Linked DNA regions of Mus musculus: regions 1 and 2 are each linked to region 3. Evidence: chromatin contacts called from public promoter capture Hi-C data. All regions are on one chromosome and are shown on one strand. Each heading gives the region's core, a stretch centred on a gene start, on an enhancer-like site or on the middle of the called end of the contact. The rest is flanking DNA. Distances are from core to core; before and after follow the strand shown. Region 1 holds the start of Rgp1 (RAB6A GEF compex partner 1). Region 2 holds the start of Tmod1 (tropomodulin 1). Region 3 holds the start of Grhpr (glyoxylate reductase/hydroxypyruvate reductase).

What was found. Promoter capture Hi-C pulls out the DNA fragments that hold promoters and counts their contacts.
Region 1: a contact with region 3 is called in a promoter capture Hi-C map of liver, with 2.9 times the contacts expected there. The contact joins the promoter of Rgp1 here to the promoter of Grhpr in region 3. A contact is called at or near these places in 2 of 39 promoter capture datasets (both in liver).
Region 2: a contact with region 3 is called in a promoter capture Hi-C map of embryonic stem cells, with 7 times the contacts expected there. The contact joins the promoter of Tmod1 here to the promoter of Grhpr in region 3. A contact is called at or near these places in 2 of 39 promoter capture datasets (embryonic stem cells and hippocampal neurons), 1 of 115 datasets of contacts at active chromatin or transcription factors (astrocytes) and 1 of 9 other capture datasets (pancreatic islet).

What each region holds. Positions count from the first base shown.
Region 1 is chr4:43,577,270-43,580,857 of GRCm38.p6, forward strand. It overlaps Rgp1 (RAB6A GEF compex partner 1), which reads left to right and starts at 1,466. Exons shown (of 9, transcript NM_172866.3): 1 at 1,466-1,734; 2 at 2,106-2,240; 3 at 2,618-2,754; 4 at 3,027-3,110; 5 at 3,208-3,357. The coding sequence starts at 2,125. It overlaps Gba2 (glucosidase beta 2), which reads right to left and starts at 1,595. Exons shown (of 17, transcript NM_172692.3): 1 at 747-1,595. The coding sequence starts at 1,078.
Region 2 is chr4:46,037,622-46,040,980 of GRCm38.p6, forward strand. It overlaps Tmod1 (tropomodulin 1), which reads left to right and starts at 1,601. Exons shown (of 10, transcript NM_021883.2): 1 at 1,601-1,688.
Region 3 is chr4:44,979,820-44,983,327 of GRCm38.p6, forward strand. It overlaps Grhpr (glyoxylate reductase/hydroxypyruvate reductase), which reads left to right and starts at 1,575. Exons shown (of 9, transcript NM_080289.2): 1 at 1,575-1,715; 2 at 3,060-3,190. The coding sequence starts at 1,633.

The sequences.
Region 1 (3,588 bases), core at 216-2,715, 1.4 Mb before region 3:
TAGCTCTCCCCACTTGTTACCGGAGGATGCTTTCACTGTGATGTTCAAGTATGCCCTGAACTCTTAGGCTCAAATTATCCTCCTGTCTCAGCCTCCCAAGTAGGTGGCACTCTAGGACTCTGCCCAATCCCAACTTCGCTTTTATTTTTGGTATGGAAGCCATCTGTCACAGAACAGAGTGAACTTCTCACCCTCTCTTTAGGGTTGACAACAGCCAAGATCAACTATTCCAGGAATCAGAGCTTGAGGATAGAGACATAAGAATTCTGGGACTGAAGAAGCATGCGCTTAAATAAGGTACACAGAAGGTGTCAGCTGCCAGGGTAATGCAGCCTAAAGAACCTCCTCTTCCAAAAAATAAAACACTGTATCAAGCACAGCAGAGACTGGCGTTCTCCTACCGTGTTACAAATTATAGCTAATCTCAAAGGGACGCCTGGGAAAGAGGAAGTGCATGGTGGGGGTGGGGGTGGGGGGAAGGGGGACCAGCAGTTAAATAGGAAAGACTGACTTCAGGACTAAATGCTCCGAGAAGACAAGATGCTAGGAAAAGAGGGATGAAGGAAAAACAAAATGTTCTTCAGTTCCACCCTCAAAAACTGCAGGGCTAAAGAATGCAGGGGATATGGTATACCTGGCTGGAATAGAACTAGGAGCCCAGCAGCTTGCCCACCTTTCCAACCTAGGCAGGGAGCCTGAATGGGATCATAGGAACCACGGCGTTCTAGGCAACGGAATCCACTCACCTCAAGCCCATACCGAGGTGCTTTACCAAATTACTGAGAGAGATGTTGTTAGCTTGAAAAGGTCTCCTCTTCTCTGCAAACTCGTGAGCCAAGCAGATCCGCCAGCCAAAAGGAGGCACCTGGTAGCCCCTAGCTTTACCCTCGTAGGAGGCCATCAGCTGCCCAGAGTCCTCTGAATTGCAGTAGCTTGGTTCATCCTGGGGTCCACTATCCTCGGGGCTCCCGCAGTCTGTAACCCGCACAGCCTCAGTGCCGCCAGTATCTTCACAATAAACTTGGGAATCTCTTTCGGCACAGCCGACCTGCTCTGAGGCCGGGACGCAGGTTACCATGTTCACTGGATCCTGGGTCCTCACGACCCCGGTGGCCTCGGTTCCCTCTGACAGGTTTCTGACGTTTCAAAACGCTGATGCCAGTTGCAGTTAGGTGCAGTCCGGGAGGGCCCGATGCTGGGGAAAGCCGTGGGACGTTGGTATCTGGGTAAAGTCAGAGAGCTCCTGCTGCTGCAGCAGCGGCTACAGCAACAAAGTCGCCACGGCCTCTCCCTGGGTCGCGTCTCTAGATCCTAGGCGGGAAGGGTTGGGCCTTGTTGTCATTGGGCCGCGGTGATTAGCACGCCCGGCCGAGGGCCGACCAGCTCCACGGACGGGGGCGGTGCCGCGGTACCTGCCCGCAAAGCACCGCCTCTGGGACCCGCCCAGGAGCTCCCGGCGACCTTCGGCCCCGCCCCGGGCTGCGGCTCCAGCGGCTCCAGGGCTGGGTACCGGGTCCCTGCAGCCAGGATCCCCCGCGCCCACGCTCAGGTGCCACCGCTGGGAAGGTGACCCGCAGACCCGGGACCACCGGATCCCTTTCCGGCCGGAAGCACCCCGCAAGTCGGACCGGAAGGGGCGCCTCAACCCTGAAATGTGACAAAGGAAGTCCCGCCTCTGCCGCGCGACAGACTCCGCGGATGCCACCGAGCTCCGAGCCGGTCTCGCAGGGGCGGGTAGGTGAGGACCTCCATGCGTAAGAATCTGAGTTTGGAGACGCGCGGCGATGTCCTGGGCTAGGACGTGGAGCCTCGAGGGAAGCGGGGACAGAGGCAGGCCTGGGAGGCGGCGCAAGGGGCCTAACCCTGGGCGCAAGGAGGTCTGGAGCTAAAGCGACGCCCTCCCGCAGGCAGTTCGGAGTCAGTTTCCGCCACCCCACCAGCTCCTTAAACCCCAGTGCTTCCCACCCTCACTGAAACTTGAAAAAAAAAAAAAAAACAACCCACTTCTTGCCCCCCTCGGACTCAGGTCTAGACTTAAGCCTAGGTCTTAAACACTCCTTCCTTCATTTCCCCGTACTGACTTCTGGCACTCTGTTTCCTTCTAGATTTGGTTCCGGAGCTGCCATGATCGAAGTGGTAGCTGAGCTGAGCAGAGGTCCTGTGTTTCTGGCGGGGGAGGCTCTGGAATGTGTGGTGACTGTCACTAATCCCCTTCCCCCGACCGCCACTTCTGCATCCAGGTGGGGATGCTGGTATTGGAGGTGGTGGCCCTTCCGGGAGGAAGCCTGGTATCGCTCGTTCTAATTAGAGCTTTGGTTGTTCAGTAACTACACTAGCATCAATCACCACCTTCTTGCTCATTGTAATGAAGGGCTTTTAAACAAATATGTGGATGGCAGGACCCCTTACTCTCCTTTGCTCCTCCTCCCGGTATCACTCCTTTTTGAGTTCAATGTACTTGATGTTGTTGTGTAATGGTTTTATTTCAGGGGTTCTGGATTCCCTGGTCACTAAGATAGTCATCTAACCTTGGTGATCTTGGTCAGACAGTTTTCTAGAGAAAGTATTGGTGAAGTCAAGAACTAGGTTCCCATACCTTCGTTTCCCTTTTCCACAGTGAGGCTCTGGCCTGGGCCAGTGCCCAGATCCACTGCCAGTTCCATGCCAGCGAGAGTCGAGTAGCACTGCCACCCCCTGACTCTAGTCAGCCGGACGTCCAGCCTGACAGCCAGACTGTCTTTCTGCCACACCGAGGTTAGAGAGAGAGAGAGAGAGAGAGAGAGAGAGTGTGTGTTTGTCATGGAGGGAGGGGAAGTTATTGTCACCCCAGGGTAAAGTTAAGTTGTTCTTGTATGACATGGTCACCAACACATCAGTGGTGGAAGGGAAGGTAGCTTGATTTGGGACTATAAGACTTACCTTATTACAACAGAAAGAATTGGCGGCTTCCCCTGCCTCCACTTGCTGTGTGACCCTGGTTGGCAATGGACAATGGAGTCCATTGAAGTCTTTTTGACTTTTCATAGGTGAGAGGGGCCAGTGTATCCTTTCTACTCCACCCAAAATTCTGTTTTGTGACCTGAGGCTAGACCCTGGAGAGTCCAAATCATGTGAGTGATTGTCTCCCAACCCCAGATTGCTTTCTAAGTCTCCTGGAGGGAGGACTCTGGCTGCTTCTAGCTGCCCTGTCTACTGTTTCCCAACCAGATTCCTACAGTGAAGTGCTGCCCACGGAGGGCCCGCCTTCCTTTCGGGGTCAGTCAGTCAAATATGTCTACAAATTGACCATTGGCTGCCAGCGCGTGAACTCACCCATCACCTTACTCCGGGTTCCTCTGAGAGTTCTCGTGCTGACTGGTAAGTTAGGTTCCTGAAGGGATGCGGTGGGGGTAGAGGCTTACTAAGCATATGTGGGAGGACCTTCGGAGACTCCTGGTTTTAGGGACCATGCTGAGGACGAGGGATGGAGAGGAAGCTAGGATGTAGAGCTCAGATGTAGCTCCCCTTCAGCCTTCTCAGGTTGGAGTCTAAAACCAGTTAGTTGTCTGTTCACATCTCACTCCTCCCAGCACTGTCTCTGCTTTTTCA
Region 2 (3,359 bases), core at 351-2,850, 1.1 Mb after region 3:
CAGACACAGCTGGCAGAGCACCTGGGAGCCAGAGACAGCTGTCTTTAAAAGGCTGGAGGAGAAAGAGCAAAGTGGAAGGATACGCACTGTTGCATATTACATATGTGGTATATGGTATGTGTCCATATTGTGTTGATATATTGGGTATTTCGGTAAAAATAGGCAAGAAGTTTGAACGAACACTTCACAAAAAAAGAAAATCCAGCTGGCCAATAAACAAAAAGGTGTCAGCAAATGTGAACACAGGGCATTGGTGTTGTGGATCAAAGCCTCAATGAATGCGGCTCCTCTCTACCAGTGTAGCTACAATGTAGCAATTCTTGTTAAACCGAAGTGGTTTAACTTAAGTGGGAACCACTTGCAAGTAGCATTAATCCTCTGCTCATCTCTCCTAGAGACTCAACTCTCCAACTCAGCTTCCTGCAGACCATGAGAAAGAATAATCTGAGCCACACTAATATTCTGAATTTCCACTACTAGCAAAGTACACTTTTAAAATAGGATGCATTCATATGGAAATACCATATTATGTTCATATGGTAAATTCGCTGGGGATGAAACCTATAAATTGAACAGTAGGAAAGAATGGTGCGTCACAAATTAGCCTCAGCAGCGAGCAAGAGGCACCAACCTGACAATAAGGGCAAGACTTCTGGAAGGGTCCACAAAACAGTGTCTTAGAAGGGAGAGGTGGGTGACTGGGGAGCGGGGTCAGGCTGTTGGTTGGCTTGCACAGGTGTTCTTACTATAAAATTCAGAAAGCTACACACTAATATGTGCCCTGAAAGTATTTACACCCACAACAAAACGCTTAAAAATAAGTCCTTGGGAATAGTAAGTCCCTGCTTTGTTTAAAAATACACCCCACTTCTCCCTTGAAAAGGACATTCTTAATAGGGCGAGGGTTTTATAATACAGTAATGCATTAGGAAAATACTTTTCAGCGTTTCTCCTTAGGCATCTAGGAATTAAGATTTCCCTCACCAAAAAATACGGTAGGATAATCCAACGGAGATGTTCCCTGTGCCTGTTTGGATTCGTTGGTAGGAGCCGTTTGTTTATTGAAACACTTAAAGGCTTCGGTTTGGGTTTAAGTGGTTTGTTCTGGAGAGAACACATTAGCCTTTTAAGAAGGAGGAACTTTCATTCCGATTATTTTAAGTGGTGATTTCGGACGCTCCAGTCTCAATGCTGTGTAGGGAGAAGGCGTTCAATTCTGCGTTGGAATTGCACGTCCACAGATGGTTATTAAGCCCTGGGCCCGTGCCAGTCCTGGCCGAGGGGACAGGTTGCCTCTTCAAAGGAAGCTAGGTGTAGCTGTGCTGACTTTACTGGAACATTCTAGACGAGAGTAAAGATCTGCGCGACTTTGTCCAGATACCTCCAACGTAGCATAAAATCAAGTTGGAGAAACCGAGAACAAGGCAGGGAACCACACATTCCCCTGCCTCCGGGGCTGGGGTGGCCCTAGATCCTAATAGCGAGTGTTGCTCCCAGGCCGGGGACCGCGCAGCACCCTGTCGCCCCTGGTAGAGCAGGAGGGCGGGGAGGGCGGCGGGTTGGGGCGGGGCGCGGTGACAGCAGAACAGGGCCCGCCCCCGGCTTCCCACCCGCGGCCGCCAGGGAACTCGCCAAGCCCCGCGTTCCGCTCATTGCCGCCGCCCGCGCTCGCGCCACCCCGCATCCCGGTAAGACCCCCCGCCCGCCATCCCTAGGTCCCCCTCGGCCTCGCGGGGCTCCCTGCCGCCGCGCCGGGGCGCAGCCATATCTGGGCAAAATATTCAGCTGTCGCAGCCGCTGAGAAGGGACTGAGCACGGTTCCCTCTATAAATAGCCGCCGCCTCGGGTGGCCTTCGGGGATCGGGGTCCGGTTCCCCAGCCTGATGATCGGGTCGCTGGCGCTAAGCGTCCCTGCAGCCTGATGCGCCCAACCCTAGTCAGGGCGCCCGGGGCACTAGACCTGGTCTCCCGGGGACCTTGGGAGCCGCCCGGGGTGCCTTGGGCATTGGCACGTTGTGAGCTGGTCACGAGCCCTCCTGGGAGTCTGGGGAGGAAGGGGATACACGCTCGGGGGACGCTGAGTCCTCTGAGCACCGATCTGGCCGGCGCCTGAAAAGTTTCCCAAACTGCTGGAACTAGCTGAGGTTTAAAGCACCAGCTGCGCTTGCCTCGCTGCGCGCAACCAGGTAGAGGCAGGAGGCCACTGGTTGTCTCCAGTTTGAGGGGCGGCCTAGGCAACCCTCCTTTCTTTTCTGGATCTCGTTTTCCTGTTTGTAAGGTGAAGTTAGGGTCCTTCAAAGAGATGGTACCCGGGGCCACGAGAGTGGCCAGGGCGTGCTCTGAACTGCCTACACTCCCCTGCACCTGTTCTGCAGTTTCAGGCAGGGTAAGGATGCTGAGGACACAGCTGCAAAAGTCAGAGACTTTGGTGGCTCTTGGAACTCAAATCCTGGCCTAGGACCCACTGTGGCCCTCGGAATAGCCTGGGAAGTGTGCCTGGGGTGTTTGGGAGCATCTCTAGGCTGAGTTGCTAGCAGCACCTCGGCAAAACAAGTGACCAAATGAACTGGGCAGGCTCAGGCAATTCAGTTCCCTGTGTGGCACCTGTGATAACTCCCTTAACCCGGAACCTCCCCAGCTCTCTGTTTAGTTACCTCTCTCAGCTTTCCCCATGAGATTCCGAAGACCTGGCAGAGCCAGACTCTAAACCCAGATTCTGGGTTCTTTCTTAGTGGGGGCTCCCTCCCACAGGGTTTATCTTTCACCCTGGGTCCCACTGTTGCCCCTGTAAGGGCTTCAGAACCCTTTGCTCAAGGTCATGCCAACCCCCACTGCAGTCTGCTTGCCTTTCCTGTCTCTACCGACCTTTCCTGGCAGGTTTGGGGACTCTGCACCCCTCTTTTGTGATCTGCTAATGTCTGGGACTTTCCCAGGCTGGAGTAATAGTGTGGAGAGTCTAGTAATAGATCCTGAAGATCGCTCCGTTTTCTCTAAAGCTATCTCCGGGCTTCACAGATAAATGAGTGAAAGGGGAATCACCCAATAGGAAGATTCTCACCGACTTCAAACCTCACAACAAACAGGCAGAGTGAAGACAGGGCGCCTGTCACTCTGGCATCTGCTCTCTAATGAGCTAGCCTTGCAGTCCACGGTTTAGACAGCCACTGGCTCTTGGGTGCCTCGCATCCTAAGTGGGAAGTTAGAGCCCTCTAAAAATAGCCCAGCCCACCTTATCAGAGTCTCACACCTTCTCTCCCTTCTTGGGCAGGGCTCTTGGCTGCAGCTTAACTACAGAACACAGGGACTAGGTGGTGTCAGCTCTAAGCAATAAAGGGAATGGCCAGGAGTTCAGGCCCCTA
Region 3 (3,508 bases), core at 325-2,824:
CTGTCCTTGCCTGTCCTGGGTATGTGGAGAGAGCTGAGCCGAGCCCAGCAGGCCTGGCCTGGGGACACGAAAACACCTTGTGTCAATGTTTGACAAATTTCAGGACCTTTCCTTTCCCCTCAGTGACCTAGCAAACGGGTCAGTAGGGGAGACATTAATGTATTACTTAGGACGGGAAGGGTTGTGCAAAGCCTTGGCCTGGACCCAGATAGGAACAGGAAGTGTGCTAGGTACATGTAATTCCGGCAAGTTCAAGGCCATCTCCTGCTAGCTGGAGGCTGGTGGGGACTATGTGTTTCAAATAAATAAATAAATAAATAAATAAACATCCCAAATGGCCCAGTTGACATCTGTCAACACTGCGTGTGTGTTGTACTAGAGTCCTCATGGGTCCCCATAAAATCAGTGAAGAGTACACTGTGTTGTCCTTGGCGCCCTTCCAGACCAGAGACCAAGTCACTGAGCAGCCCTTGGACTGAAGTGAGGTTGCAGAGCTGAAGGACAGGCCTGGGGCCCTGAGCTAGTCCTAAACCGCCTTCAGGATCTGCATCATTTGCCGTAAAGTCTGGGCTGGCCTTGAACAGTCCTGCCTCTACCTCTTGAATGCCGGATTATAAGCATAATCGCCATGCCTGCCTTAGTCTCTATTATAAGCACAGTACATACTTCATCTCTCAACAAGCCAAGGCAAGCATTACTACAATCCCCATGGGACAGATAAGGAAGACATGGAGGCACACAACGTTTAATAATTGCTCACGGTGGTGAATCGGGCATTTAGCCCCAGGCATCTGGGCATTGCAGCTTGAGCTCTGCCACCCTCAGGCTAAGCACCCCTGTTCAGTAGTGAAAACAACCTTCAAAGGAAATGCTAACCTCACGATGTGCCTGAAGAAACAGGGGTGGGAATGCAGATTAGGGTTAAAGGTCAAACAACTGGAAAGGGTTAAAGCCAAGATCCAGACTCAGTCCCATCTACCTGCAAACCCTGGATCTACCCGTGGCTCAGCATACCTGGTCCCTGCTTGCTCAGGAACTGCTTCCAGACAGTTAGCACTTGTGTCTAGCTCGCCTGGGTGGCCCGTGATGGGCTAAAATATCATCACAATTGTAAAGTCCCAGTAAGGAATCATTCTAAGTATTAAAGCTATAATGTCTGGACTCAGACCCTCTCCCTCAGTCTCCTCCCTCAGCATGCAGGTCAGGCTCGGCTTAGAATTCCGTGTGTTTAACCAGAAGCCTCTGGGATAGTTTGGCTAAGATAGGCCTCACAGGGCTTTCTCCTTTGCCAATACCGACAGCATAGTCAGAGAGGTCTCTCTCACAGGTCCCTCCTCATAATGCCCCTCACTCCAGGCTCCTAGTGGTGTTTGACAGTCTCGAGGCCATGTTACTCTTGAAAGCACACACACCAAAGAAGGCTCTCCAAGTCCTACACTCAACCCACACTAACACAGAGCCTCTATCCGGGACACTTGGTCTCCAAAGCTACAGCCACAGCTATACCAGACCATAGAGGTCCCGGGCTCGGCCCCGCCCCCAGCGCCGGCCCCGCCCCTAACGCCGGCCCCGCCCACACTTCCGTCGTCTCCTGCAAGGCCAGCCTGGTACGTGTTTGCTGCTGCGGGTCTTATGAAACCGGCGCGACTCATGAAGGTGTTCGTCACTGGCCCGTTGCCTGCCGAGGGCAGGGCTGCGCTCGCCCAGGCCGCAGAGTAAGCGCCCGCGTCGGTACGGGGGCTGCAGCCGTGCCCCTGGCACGCTGTCCTGTCCACCTAACCTCAAACACCCCTGCACCCATGGAGACACGCCGCTAGGGCTTCCAGAGCTGTCCCAGGGCTGGGGGCCACCTCTCAAGAGCCGGGTGCCTGGCAGGCAGGCGAAGCGGAGCCAGGACCCGAGAGGGTGGCTCTGGCGCATGGGGACTTTGCTCAGGTGTTGCCAGCTGTGTCCCCAAGGGGCTGGCTTGGAGTTTGGGGCCGTAGTTCTCCGGGAGGCAGCTTGCTCCGGGCCCCAGGCTATTGGTCTCCATGTTTCAGTGAAGTGAGATTGCCTATGGGGCAAGGTGCAGGCTGTGAATTTTACCCACTGAGGGTTAGCTGGCAGGCAGAAGTAGTGTTCAGGGACTATGACAGTCATTGGCTTGCCTCCTTGGATACTCGATGGGGCCATTTGATGACTGTTCTCTTCCTATTGAACCTTGTTTAGTGGGTAGCCTTGCCAGGAGCTGTGAACACAGACTGTGAAGTCAGCTTTAGAATTTCTGCATCACTTGAAAACAGTCTGGATGGGCTTGTTGTACCTTGCCCTGGGGTCACTCAGCTCCAGGTGGCAGGCCTGGCCCTTATGCTTAGTCCTCATCCGCTGCAGGCGGGTCACTTTGTCCTGCCGGCTTTGTGTTACCATGCCAGTTTGGGAGGAGGTGAGAGTGCTCGGCAGTCAGTTTTTGTTTGTTTGTTTCCTGATTTTTTTTTTTCAAGACAGGATTTCTCTGTGTAGCAGCCCTGCCTGTCCGGGAACTGGCTTTGTAGATCAGGCTGCCCTTGAACTTATAGAGATCCGTCTGCCTCTGCGTTTTGAATGCTGGGATTAAATTCTGATGGTTTGGGGACTGTGACTTGTTTCGAAATTTTTTCTAGCACAGTACAGTTTTTCCCAAGGACTTGTTTTGTTGGTACTTTTGGTGCTGAGGAGCAGAGACAGATGGACCTGGGGACCTGCCAGCCACTGTCCAGTGTCTCCTGTGTGCACACACCTGGACTGCTCTGAGTGCAACGGAAGGGTTTGGAGGAGCACCTCACATTTGAGGCTACTAAGGAAGCACACTCAAGTGCTCCCGTGACCAGAGGAGCCTTCAGCTCTTGTCAGTGTTCCCCACTTTGGCAGCACTTCACCCCCTCCTCAACTACACTCCAGACAGTTCTGAGGCTCCCCACGAATGACCTTAACAAAGGCTAGCCTAAGGCCATAGCAGGTGGAAGGCCATGTTTGCTAGCTGTGCATGCTGTAGGACCTCGGAGGCTCCCTGCATCCTTTGAGTGGCTGCCTTTTGCTTCCAGCTGTGAGGTGGAACAGTGGAATTCGGATGACCCCATCCCCAGAAAGGATCTGGAGCAAGGTGTGGTGGGGGCCCATGGCTTGCTCTGCCGCCTCTCTGACCGTGTGGACAAGAAACTTCTGGATGCCGCAGGTATGTCCTGAGTCAGCCTGAGCAAAGTTCTGAGGTCGGGGGAGGGTCTTATCAGGGCAAGCACTTCAGCTCTCTGCAGCCGGCCTTTGAGCTGATCTGATGTATTTTCCTGTCTTCTGAGGGTGTCCCCAACAGTAGCTCTACCTGGCCCGTGTTGTCCCCAATCTGGCTTTTAAGTTTCCAGGAGGCTCCAAGAGGGCAAAGACCTTGTGTTGCCTGTGTGGGAGTGGGGATGGGGTAGGGGGTGGAGGAGGGTATCCTGGGCTCTGAACCTCTCTACTGTGCCAGAGCCTTGTTTTGTGACCTTGAGATCTCTCT